2 separate regions of the Anas platyrhynchos genome follow, and region 2 is linked to region 1. A link is a contact called in public Hi-C data. All regions are on one chromosome and are shown on one strand. The core of a region is the stretch at or near the end of the contact, and the rest is flanking DNA. Distances in the headings are between cores, read along the strand shown.

Region 1 (5,873 bases), core at 2,170-4,669:
GTCAGAAATCTCTACATTTTTTTCTGTTTTTTCTTTGTCTAAAACTGTTTTGGAGTAGCTGTGGAGTTGAGGAGGGCACGTAAATGCACCAATACCTGAAAGCCTAAAGACACCTTTAGGAGGACCACAGCATTAAAAATTAACTTTGTTATCCTATGAACAGACGTCTCTGAGAACTGGTGTGTCGCAGGTCCTCTCCCTAAGTACTACACGTTCAACAAGATCACATAAGCAATGGGGAATGATGATGTTCTCCTTACTCTGGCTTTCCCACTCAGTTCCAGCAATGCAAAGTGTAAGGACTTTCACAAACTACATTGAAAGCATTTTGGTTTTAATCTAGTCATTTTTTTTAACTTATTTAAACTCCTGACCTTCTAATATCCTGCAGGAACTGAATTGTGTACTCCAAAAAAACTCACACAACAACAACAAAAACAACATTCTTTTTTCATTCACAATAAATTCTTCTGCCCAATATTCCCGCACCTCCCAGGTAGCATCAGAACAGTATTTTTAACCCAACATCTTACCCAATGTAAGACAAAGACATCCTCCTGGAAACGGCAGAAATAAACAGAAATTACTGTAAAGCAACATTCATTATATACTTATCAGGTATCATTTATAAGATTCATTCAAAGATTTCCATAGCTATATGGACACTCATGTAGCATTTCTTGGGGATGTTGCTACTGCTGTGATATGATTTGTGACAACCAGAAGGAGGAACCCAGCCAGGACTGCAGCAGAACATGGCTAAGGTGGCCCTTAACTCAGTAGAGTGACCAGCAGGATTGCATAGTGATGGAAAACTGTGAAGAGCAGCAGAAACAGCAGCACTGGAGGATGACAAATACAATATTCCTACAAGTTGTCCTGGTACTCAAAACAATGGCCCGTGGCAGAAATCTAAGCTGGAAGCACCACTGCACACAAGAAGTACCGTGCAAGCCCCAGCTGCAAGGGATTTATCCTTGCAGCCAGCAGCTCCTCAGGTTGTATTGATAAATTCATCAGCAGCAGTGTCAGGTGTATTTGACTTGTTGCAAGGCAGTAACTGCTGTATCTCGTGGAACAGCTTGGCAGAAGGTTAAAATCCTTCTTGTACCTAGAGGTCTAACTTAACACTCAGCCTTCCAGGTTATGGTGCCTTCTGCTGAAAGCTTGGCTAATGGAAAGAAGTCACTGAATCCAGAGAAGTTGTATATCTGTGTGGTTTGGGAAGATCATCAGTTAGATAGATGGCAGAGCCATGCTTCCCACCTTTCTATTTCTTAGAGGAGAAGTGTCTGCAGCAATTTGCCCAACATCTAACAAACAAAATCCTGGACAATATGTGTGAGCAGAAACTGAAGAGGCTCCAGAAATTTTGGGCAGTTATAGAGGCTAGCTCTGGGAGGAAAATGTGCAATTTGTCAAGCACACAGGTCATTGATACATTAGAATCACTGAATGGTTTGGGTTGGAAGGGACATTAAAGATCATCTGGTTCAACCCCCAAGTTAGTATTGCCACTTGAATGGCAAGGGTGGTTGTGGCTAGGAAACGCTTTGTTAGAGAAGAAATATTTTGTGTGGGTGGAGAAAAAAAGAAAAATGGAAAAGGGTAAGTGAGCTGTAAGAAATGGAGAAAGCTGGCATATTGTCATTTGCAGATTGACCAAAACTATAAAAAGTTGTTTGGGCATATAGCTAAAAACGCACTTGCCAATTCCACAAAACACAAGCATTCGCTCCATAAAAAAATGGAAATTTTTAAACTTCGGAAGAAGAGATGCAAGTCACAGCATGGAAGACTATCTCCTCTGGGGCTGCGTATGGTGGAAACAATCTGCACGTTGGCTGACTGCAATGGATATTCCAACGTGGAGTGTTTACCATGTTTCGCAGGGCACCGGAGTGTAGTGCTCTTATAATGAGAGGTGCGACCCAGCAGCTGCGTTCCTTGTATGTTTTAATCCTATCACCATACAAAAACACATTCTATCATTTGCTCCACTGAGACTGCTCCAAGAAGCTAATTCTTCTCAAGTCTAATTTCACATCTCTCCATTCGGATGAAACAAAGGTTTCCTGGAACTATTTGAAGCTATTTAGGGAGTGCTGAGAGGGTTGCTTGATCATTTACTTCTCTTGTCAGACAGCATGCTTTCTTCACCTTAACTCTTTTTCAATTACTCCCACTGACCAAACTAAAGTGCGTTGGCTAGCTGACAGAGCTCTGTATGATCACCACACATGGTACTGCCTTAAGCATGTCAGTGTTTTCAACTCCTTGCAGCCTTTGAATTATGACCTCTGGAGTTTCATGAAAGAGGAGTGAATGCACGGATGAGATACTGTAGGGGAAATTATATTTATATTTATATTTATATATATATATATATATATATAAAAAATATTTCCATCTTTGGCATAGATGCCACTTGGGAAAATGGGAAAAGCTGGCAGTAGGGGGCTTAAAGCCATACTATAGATGTACTTTGCTCTACCCAGCATAGTGCTAGGCCATCTGTAGCTAGGAAAAGTAGCTGAAATACACCTGTTGAATCACACTTCAGGGAGAGATGACATTGCTCCCCAAGCAGTGGGTTGCTCCTTGCAAGTCTCCTGTAACATCCTCTCAAACATGTAATTTTCCTCTCTGGAGTGACCGGTAAGTGACTGCCATGCTCTCTGCACGGTTCTTCAAATTGCTCTTTAAATGTGTGGTATTATTTCCTCCAAAAAATAGGCTCCAGTTCCTCAAGGGAACAGTAGGTAGTGGATGAATTGCTGAAAGTCTAGCTCTGGCAGCATCCACCCCTGAGACCTCATTTTAATGCTTGAATAGTACAGGCCTTCAGAGGATCCCTAGCAATGTGCAGCAGCTGCCTATCCATGCACCTGCAAGGAATTTGTATATGCAAGCCTTAAAGCAAAGCATCTCCCATAAAGCAGAAAGGGTGATGCTCTGAGATTACTTACAGAAATCTAAAATGCCAAATAAACAGGGTTTGTCAAACACTTCTGACAGAGAAGACACTGTAACATGAACTAGAGTTAGTGTGATATAATGGCTCTTTGCAGGTAAGATCTAACCACACTTGCACTTACACAGGTGGGAAAAGAGGAAAGCAGAAAGTAAATAAAACAACCACGCCTGCTTTCCCCTCACTTATCTTTCCACAACACACACACTTCAAGAGTGTATGGGGCACAGAGTGGGATGCCTGTGTGCCAGAACTCAGCATCTGCCATTATTAAGCAATAAATTCCAAATACTATCCACTGAAAACAGCCTTGAGCTAATGAGAGACTCCTTTGGTCTGGAAAAAGTTGAGAACTGCTGAAGAAAGTGTTTTCCTTCAACAAGGTAAAACCATGAAGCTGAAGTGTCCCATATTAGCAAGAGATCTGCCTGCAGACAGATACACAGCACAGAACTCCCTCATGTGGTCTTTGAAATACAGTTCTTCCCTCCTGAAAAGCTGAATCACAACTGACATCAAATGGCAAGCTAAGCAAAAATCAATCATTTTGAGTCAGAGACACCAAAGGGGAAGGGAAAAATCCAACAGAAAAATCTAAACCTTTAGAGGCACTAGTCCATCTAAACCTTTTACTAAAGCAGATACCACATTAACCAGCGCAGCAGGTGCTCAGCTTTTTCCTTCTCAGAGGAAAAAATCCAGTATCTTTTACTTTTTTTTTTTTTCCAAAAAAAAATTATTTTTTTATTTATTTCCAGATTTGTGGGAAAAGTCAGAAGTGTTCAAGTGAAAATTTCTATTTGTAAATGGGAGAAATTTTTGAAGGCTTTTTTTCAAAGTTTTGAAGAGCACAGATCTCTTTTCATTTTCCATTTATCTTTTTCCCCAAAACTATCAAGCTTTGCTGAAGTTGGGTATCAGAAATGGACACTGCTGCAATCTTCATCTCTGCAGCAATTCTCCAGTGTTTTGTCTAGTTCATTCTTCTTTATCTGGAGGAAAATAAATGTAATCTTATTTCTCTTAAGGGAATTTTACGGGAAACAATCCACAATCAAATACATCTCACTGTCATACTGTTAGGGCTTGTATTTATGGTTCATTAAGTTCTGGTACAAGTTGTTAAGCTTTTCTTCAGATTAGTGGAATAAGAAAGCGGGAGGGAAGAAATGAGTCATCACACGCGTCCTCATGTTCTGTATCAGTGAATCACTGACACTCATTGCATCACAGATGTCCCGTGCAGCAACCAGGGTAGCTCTGCTATGGTTAAATACGCATAAACTTGTATATACTTGTACATAAACAAACAAGAATGACGTTTCCTTTTATTTTACGTAGCTGCATACATATACTTTATTAATCTGAGTCTGGTAAGGTTAACTTGTATATCATTGACTTTCTGAGGAATCCAGCTTCCACACTGATGAAACAAACGTTTCAAAACTGATGCTGCATGTTTTGCAGCAAACATGCTGCAAAAGACTCACTTCCTGACTCACAGACCTCAGCTTTTTGCTTGTTTAACATCAATACATCTCCATCAGTACATGCTCTAATCATGTCTTGCTGTTCCTTTCAGAGTCACAACGAAATGCCATGTACGAACACACAGGAAATAAAGAAAATCACCCAGCAGAGCTCTTTTAAATGAATCATTTCAAAAAATATATATATTAGTCATTCTTCTACCACAAAAAGCAATCAGTATGGAGGCCTGACAACCTGCTCAGGAAAACAGTGTACTTTTCTAACTCCCAATCAACCACTTCTCTCCCCATTCCTATATGTAAAACACAACATATAACGATTTATCTGTTTAAAAAAAAAAAAAAAAAAAGGAGAATGGAACATGATGGAACATGAGGAGCTCAAAAAAGATGAAATATCTTTTGATTAGTGGACCCCCGAAAAAATCATTGGGCTGAGGTTTTGGTCACAAACAGGTTTTCTAGCTGAAACAGCAGCTATAAAGCAAGGAGATGCACTGAAGCCTATGCTGGCTTTCTTCTGTCCATTCCTGTTCCTGCTGCCCATGGTGGGGCAGCCTCTTAATGTCCCCAAACTGTTCCCCACCACCCACGCCAGGAGGGACTGCAGACCTTGGGTGGGGATGAAGACATCAAACTGGAGACAGAGGAAAACAGCAAGAGGAAAATCCAAACTGTAGCAGAAGGACTTGGCGAAACACTCATACACTGTCAGGTGGTATTTCACATGCCTGCAGCTATAGCTCCAAATAAGTCCAATATGCACAGGCATCAAGTAGTGGCCCTTCAGCATCAGTTGGCTGGGGTGGCAAAGGCTTCAGCTTGCCTGGGAGGATTTAGTTTTCCAAAATCTGGGCAGCATTGATGCAGGTCAGCCTGTGACTAACCGCAGTGTGGCTGTGAACCATGATGGATGCTGTCGCCCTCGCAACACAACAGAAACAGTAAGATTGCCAAGTAACGTAAGTGCAAGTAATTTGATCTCTTTCCACCTGCCAAGCAATCAATTACTTGAGAAATTAACTTGTTTTTCAGCAGCTCGTGAGCAGATCTAACAAACTCTCACCATGAGACCTGACAGTGGGCACAAGCAGCATTTCGACATCGAAATTGGAGCACCAGTCATTGCTCTGCTTCAGTTCCCACCCAGCTGGTACAATCCAACCAGACCATTACAGACAGAGGAAATGGTGAAGGATGAACTGAAGTTATTAAATCCAGGTGCTCCCTTCCACACACCCATGCTCCTTCTCAGGTGCCTTCATTGCCTCCAGCAACCAGCACACAGCAAACCCCACCATGCCCCAGCAGCCTGAGCAGCCTTTGCAATGCCAAATAATGCTCAGTACTATCCCAGTAATGCTCAAGTAACACCAAGTTAGCAGGTAGCAAGCAGTGTGCTGTGCATC
Region 2 (6,362 bases), core at 512-3,011, 210 kb before region 1:
CAAGTCCTCCTCCTCAGGGCTGTTCTCAGTTCATTCTCTGCCCAGTCTGTATTTGTGTGAATGGGAAATTTGTACAAAACAGGAAGGTTTGGTCAAGAAAAGTTAGTTCCTGTACTTTTTTAAGGAAAAGAATGCTCCCTCAAACAGCCCCACCAGCCACTGTAAGGCATGCTATAGCAACCTGCATCTTGGGTCTTACAAGAAAGTACTGTCACATAACAGAGATTTAATCAAATGCACATGTCACTTGTGCTGGATTCTAACCATTTTGTGCCATTTTTGGATTTAATCTGGCAGTAAAGAAATTTCCTAATTCATCATGGTCAACTTTGTTATGCATATTACAGTCCAAAAGATGGTTAATACGATAAAGCTTCATGTAATTTCCTGTTGATAACTTACTAGAAACCTAACCACATTTTGAAACCTATTCAGAGATTTAGATGCTGAATACATCTAAATAATATCCAGTGGCATTTATAAAGTATACAATTGAGATAATAGTCTAAATCCCATTAATTCCAAAAGGGAACTTAATCACCTAACCACTGCCTCTAAAACCAAATGTTTTTTAAAATGCCACCAAACAGTTATCTGTACCACTAAGCACTGACATTCCTTAAAGTTTGGCTTACTACACATGTATTTCATGGTAGTAGTTATTAATAATTTTTTTACATTTTAAAATGAAAATCATCTGAGAGTGCAGGTGAGCCACCAGCTTTAACAACAGTTCTTTACAGAAGAAATCATTCAGGTGTGCACTCCCTAGACACGTATGGAAATTATGGATCCCTGCTCTAGTATTGCTAGATGTGTTATTGGTAACAGATGTAAAGCTGTGCAGCTCAGCTATGTTCTACGATGCAATGGAGTTGAGGTCATTCTTTTCAATTGGAGAAAATTTACAGCATGATGTCTTAAACTCAGGTTTTTCCAAAGTCTAGAGCATAACCTTGTAGGTATTACAGTCCTGCCAAGCAGCATTAGAAAAAACAGTCTTTACAAGGTTGAAGAGCAGGACATACAGAGTTCTGCTTTACTAAACAAAAGCTCCAAGTTTCGACAAATGCCACACTAGGAGCATCCCTAGCAGCTGGCTAAGCTAAAGAGGAGTTCTGAGCAAACACTTAAAGCACAACAGGAAAAAAAAATTAAAAAAAAATCATTTCTTGTGAGATTGTTACACTACAATAACCTCAACTCTTGATAGCTGACAATATAGAGCCGACACTTTACAGATACTTCAGAAGCCTATGTTGGTCACTTAGAAAGTGGAACAGGAGCAGGATATACCTTTTCCAGCCTGTGATGCAGAAGAATTCTCCTTTGTCTTAGGCTGCAAATGACCAACCAGGGTGTACTGTTCAGGCACCCTGTACAGCTTATCTGGACTGCGGGCAACTTCTTCTTGCGTTGCCATCAGTGAGCGTTCAGAAAGTACTGGGGAGTTGTTGTCGTACGGGGAGACATCTCCGCTCGAAGCTTTGTTGGAGTCTGTGGAAGAGTGTCTTTCTCCTGTGGAGTAGGAACCTTCTGACCGCAGCATCTCAGGACTTCTGGGAAATATTGTTAAACAAACTACTGTTAATGAAAAATGCTTTATATTCACAGCTACAGGTGCAGTTTGACATCATACAGATAAAATTAAATGCAAAAGTATGATCACAGGTGCTGAAATGAAAACACTTCAGAAGCAGTATAGACGTGAATTTTCCATGAGTAAAACTTCTGCCATGAAGTGGCCAGCAGAGGCCACTAAAAATCAAAAGATGTTGCTATCATGAAAAAAACAACGAAAACCACACAATCATACACTTCACCACAGGAAATTAAACAGTGAATCAATTCCTTATGTTACCTTGACAATTCTGCTTGTTGCAACAATAAATCTGAGGGCATGATGGGGAAGATTAGTTTGATGATAAGCAGTATGCTAAAATCACTTCTTCCATTCTAAAGGAATACACAGTCACTGAAATCAAATACTTAGCTCATCTCTAACACTGTGAGAAGGATCCTCCTCTAGAGACATCAGAAGGTAAATATTCTACAGAGTACTACTATCGTATTTCTGATGGAGGCAGCAAACAATTGGCTCTGGCAATAACTTCTAGAACTTCTTTTACCATTTCAGCATAGACTGCATTTAATTTCAACCAAAAAAAGAAAAAAAAGAAAAAAGTACACGAAACACCCACCAAAACGTACATCCCAGGCTCAGAAAGAAACCCCTCTTTTTTGAAAGTGTGTTGGGGACACTGAGGGAGATTTCTTGAACTGTTACTGTTTATTATGTAGACAGGAGGCAATCTGTAAGCTATGGAACCTCCCAAAGCATATGTAGAAATACTCTGTAAACAAATGTACTTTTTTTTTTCCCCTGTTGTATGCCCATAATTTATATTTTTATTACTCCTTTTTTTTTCATTTCTATGAACCTTGATCTTTGTTTCTTAGATGTTTATCTTATGCTTGCTGTTCTCTTGAACAAAACACTTTTTATCAGTGACCTCACATAAATATCTGCTCTGATTGCATGTGTTAATACAGAGGGTCTTTCTTGTATACTGAAAATGGCCAGCCCTTCTCAGAGTCAAATCCAAAGACAGCTTGAACTCAGTGAGCAGCCAAAGTACATTATTTGTTATGGAACAATAACCCTCTTTCCAGACAAATGAAGTAAAACTGAGGAAGGAAAATAAAGAAAACACACAGTGGTAAGACAGGCTAGCCACAGCAGACTAAAGATTAATACACAGATACTGACAAAACTTAATACCACTTTGAAGCAGTGTTTTTTTTTCCCCTTATTGACTTACAAGTGCTGTGTCCCAAAACATAAAATATATACACTCGACATCATGATTATTCTGTTCTGTTTTTCAATATTCTTTTTTTTTTTCCCTTTAGTGTAAAAGGAACCATAAAACATTGGGATTGAATTAATAATGTTTTCTCCTAGTTATCTCCCAGCAAGAAAACCACCACTGAACTGATCCTGAACCTTAACTGGGGCCAACTCACAAAACCAGAGTTGCCATTTAGCTAGGCAGCACTGTCCCAGGCACTGTCCCCTGGGAACAGCATGGCTGGCATGGTAATGTTGGAGAGTCATTAAAACTAATTGTAAATCATGCCTCAGCTATGTAACTTCCCATCTCAGCTTCCCAGATGAAGACGAGCACAGGGTGAATTAATCTACAGTCACAAACTGAAGCCACAGTATTTAAACTGGATTTTAAATTTGTAAAATGCTATAACAAACTAAAACGCTTCTTTCTTTCTTTTTCCCTTTTCCTTAAGTTCTTAAAAAACAAAACAAAACAAAACAAAACAAAACCACACAACCAAAACCAACAAAACCAACACAACAACGAAACACTTAAGCAGTGAGTGTGAGGTAAAATGACATGCATATAAGCAATGTCTCAAGGAATTTTAAGAGAGTCAGAAAGATCTGTGAGGAAAGGGGAAAACTGTTGGTATCTGCAGATTTCCTGTGACCAAAAGTCTTTCTTTCCAGCTTTCTAGACTGAGTGTGATCTAAACCTCATCCTGTTACCATACAGATTTGCTTAACACTTACACTGACACCAGTTAGGCTTATCTCATGTAAATCTTTGCAGGACCAGAACCTAACTATGTTGCACAGGGCAATGGAGGTATCAAACCATTTAGCCATGGCAAGGTAACACAAGGAAGGAGGGGAAAGAAATGCAAATGAAAGAATGTGGGAACAAAAACTTGAGCTTTGTGAAACACTGATTAAATGTCTTACCTTGAATGATCTCTTATAGTCTAGCTTGTCTCAAGACAGAGCTCCTGATAAAAATTTACTTAAATGGAAACTGTCAAGTTTTTGGAAAGGTCCGAACATTCAAGTTTTTAACCTCATTTACTATTTCTGCTAGTAAACTCATGCAATTATTTACATCTAATATCATTTTCAAATTTCTTTAGAAAAAAAGTCTTAAAGAAAATGCCTGTAGACTCTGCTAATCTTGTTCTAAGAAACCATCAGAATAGATTAAATACTATTCAGCCAGAAATTGATCTCATACACTTGCTTTACATACATAACCTTAAGATGATATTTAGGAACAAAAGTCTTTGGCTTGCAGCTTTCCAAATAAAACATAAATCTCCATATGTTCCTTAAAACAAAAATTTTGCATCTGATTTGTTTACAGTTTTAGTTAATTATCAAAGAGATATTAATTAGTCTTCTCCTACATAATTGTGAGACTGCCTACCTATATGTTGGGGAAAAAATAAATATAGAGGCAAATGTAAATACTGCTTAGGATACACACCTATATGCAGCCTATGAATAAGGGCAGATTATGAGTCCCATTAAGAATAATAGAAAATTGTGTGTTACTAAAGGTGAGAAATGGGAAGGCAAGTGAAATATTTTCTACAGGTTTTGAACTACATTATGGAAAAGATTTAATAAGTGGTTAAGTGCATGCATCTGACTAAAAGGTTTGAAAGCTGCAGAAAGAACTTACACAGCACTCGTTCAAAAATACTATTTCAGATTCCAAAACAAAAATTGACTATGCTGTTAAGGAGTTTTGAACTGGCATCCTTCTGAATTTGTCATCCACCAGAGTCTACAAGCATGGGTGACTTGCAAAAATGTTAATAACAATAATTACTTCTACTGAGGACATTCCTACTTTTCCATTGGCATCAAGGCCATCAAAACCAGAAATCCCATTTTAGCTTTGGCAGAAATACTTTTCTGCTACAACTTAAAGTTTCTGAGAAGAAAAACAATTATTTCTTATAAGAGGCAAATCATACAGAGTTTGATGGCTTGGCAGCATGAAGTAGCAATTTCCATATATATTGGAAGTGCCACCAACAAAACAGATTATTGCAGGATTATGATGTGGTTGCTACTGTAACAGGATAGAGTACCCAATGATTCAGGAAGCCTCTGTGTTTAAACATACTGGAAAATTAAAAACTATTATAGAAACTAGTATGGAAATTTTTAAAAAATAATAATAATATGAAAATTAAAAACTACTGTATGGCCTCATCTTGGGTGCCACAAGTTTTGGTGAGCAACCCAAACCTACCGTTGCTATAAAAAGCACTCGAAAATTGCACAAATTTAAAACACATTTACTCTAAAATTACTCTGGATCACTCTGTATCTAAAATAACTCTAAAACACATTTATTCTATCTACTAACCATGATAAGCAATAAATAATCATAAGAAACATTTTATTTTTTGTGTTAGTTTAAAGATGCTTCATCTTACAGCTGGAAACTTCAAATTCCATTGTCATCAAGCCAACATACAAAAACGTTGGGAAAGTCATCCACAAAAGCAGACTTCATAATTGCAGCCACTGGTAATTAGTGCTTTACCATGACCAACTTCCATAAACTCCCTGACACATCAATTCATGATGCTCAACTCTTAAGAGAACTGAAATATGAGGAACAACTGATTTGTCCTCCTTTGAGGAGGAAAAGAGATTGTTTTCTATTAGATTAGAACCAAGAAAGCATTCGCAGTAACATCAAAAGCAGAGATGCAAGGGCATTTGCAGAAGCAGGACCTTCAGTGCAAGAAATATAACATTAAAGTCTTGAAATTGATTCCACACACTGTGTTATGCAGCCAACCAGCTTTTATGATGAAGATTCTCTCAAGAATATCTAAAGTTTTCTGTTCCATGGGTCCAAATTTGGAATGCGCTCTTGAGTATATAATCAAGGAAATTCCAGGAGTTGTACGGACATATTTTGGAAGCTCATTGTTATGAAATCAAGACAAATATCTCCTTGTTTTCTGCTTTCTCACACTTCTTACAGGAAAAATAGCTAGCAAATATGTATCCTCAAAACTGATATTATGTCCTGAAAAAGATTAATCTCTTAAGAGCATCACACTTCTAGCGATAACACTAAGCAACATTCACTCTAATAGCCTGGAATATCTTAACCAAGAAGTTGCAATCACAGTGAAAACATATTTCATTAACATTAAGAATAAATCGCTTACATGATACCAGAGTAGAAGACAAATGAGAGATAGCAAGCTTTCCTATCTCATACCTCATCTGCCAATTACTGAAAACACAATAAATTGGTACTAGTGTAGCCATAATGCTCCTATTTGGTTTAGTAACCTTTTCTTACAGTTGTGACCAGCTTTGCACAAAAGATCTATTTTTTCCTGTAGGTGTGCATATTGACTGAAAAGTAAGGAAGCTAATGGAAAGGTCAATTAACTTAAAGGAAACTGGATCTAACAATAACCTGTTATATCTGCAATGATTTGTGATGTAAATTTATGCTCGATTAGTTTGTGAATCCACGTGAGATACAATTTTA

The links. A called contact is a pair of places that touch in the nucleus more often than the background predicts.
Region 2: a contact with region 1 is called in a Hi-C map of subcutaneous adipose tissue, with 5 times the contacts expected there. The contact joins two enhancer-like sites. A contact is called at or near these places in 4 of 8 Hi-C or Micro-C datasets (F1 follicle, skeletal muscle and subcutaneous adipose tissue).

Annotation. Positions count from the first base shown.
Region 1 is chr1:130,742,632-130,748,504 of IASCAAS_PekinDuck_T2T, reverse strand. All of the region lies in intron 1 of ARHGAP6 (Rho GTPase activating protein 6), which reads right to left. Among named protein-coding and RNA genes, the nearest start is that of ARHGAP6, 98 kb to the right of the region's middle. Within about 2 kb of position 3,419, at least 3 of the 8 cell types and tissues checked have an H3K27ac peak or open chromatin away from gene starts, as enhancers often do. A contact at or near this core is called in subcutaneous adipose tissue, where this site is marked.
Region 2 is chr1:130,953,275-130,959,636 of IASCAAS_PekinDuck_T2T, reverse strand. ARHGAP6 (Rho GTPase activating protein 6) reads right to left here. Exons shown (of 13, transcript XM_027447629.3): 11 at 1,297-1,556. Among named protein-coding and RNA genes, the nearest start is that of MID1, 130 kb to the left of the region's middle. Within about 2 kb of position 1,761, at least 1 of the 8 cell types and tissues checked has an H3K27ac peak or open chromatin away from gene starts, as enhancers often do. A contact at or near this core is called in subcutaneous adipose tissue, where this site is marked.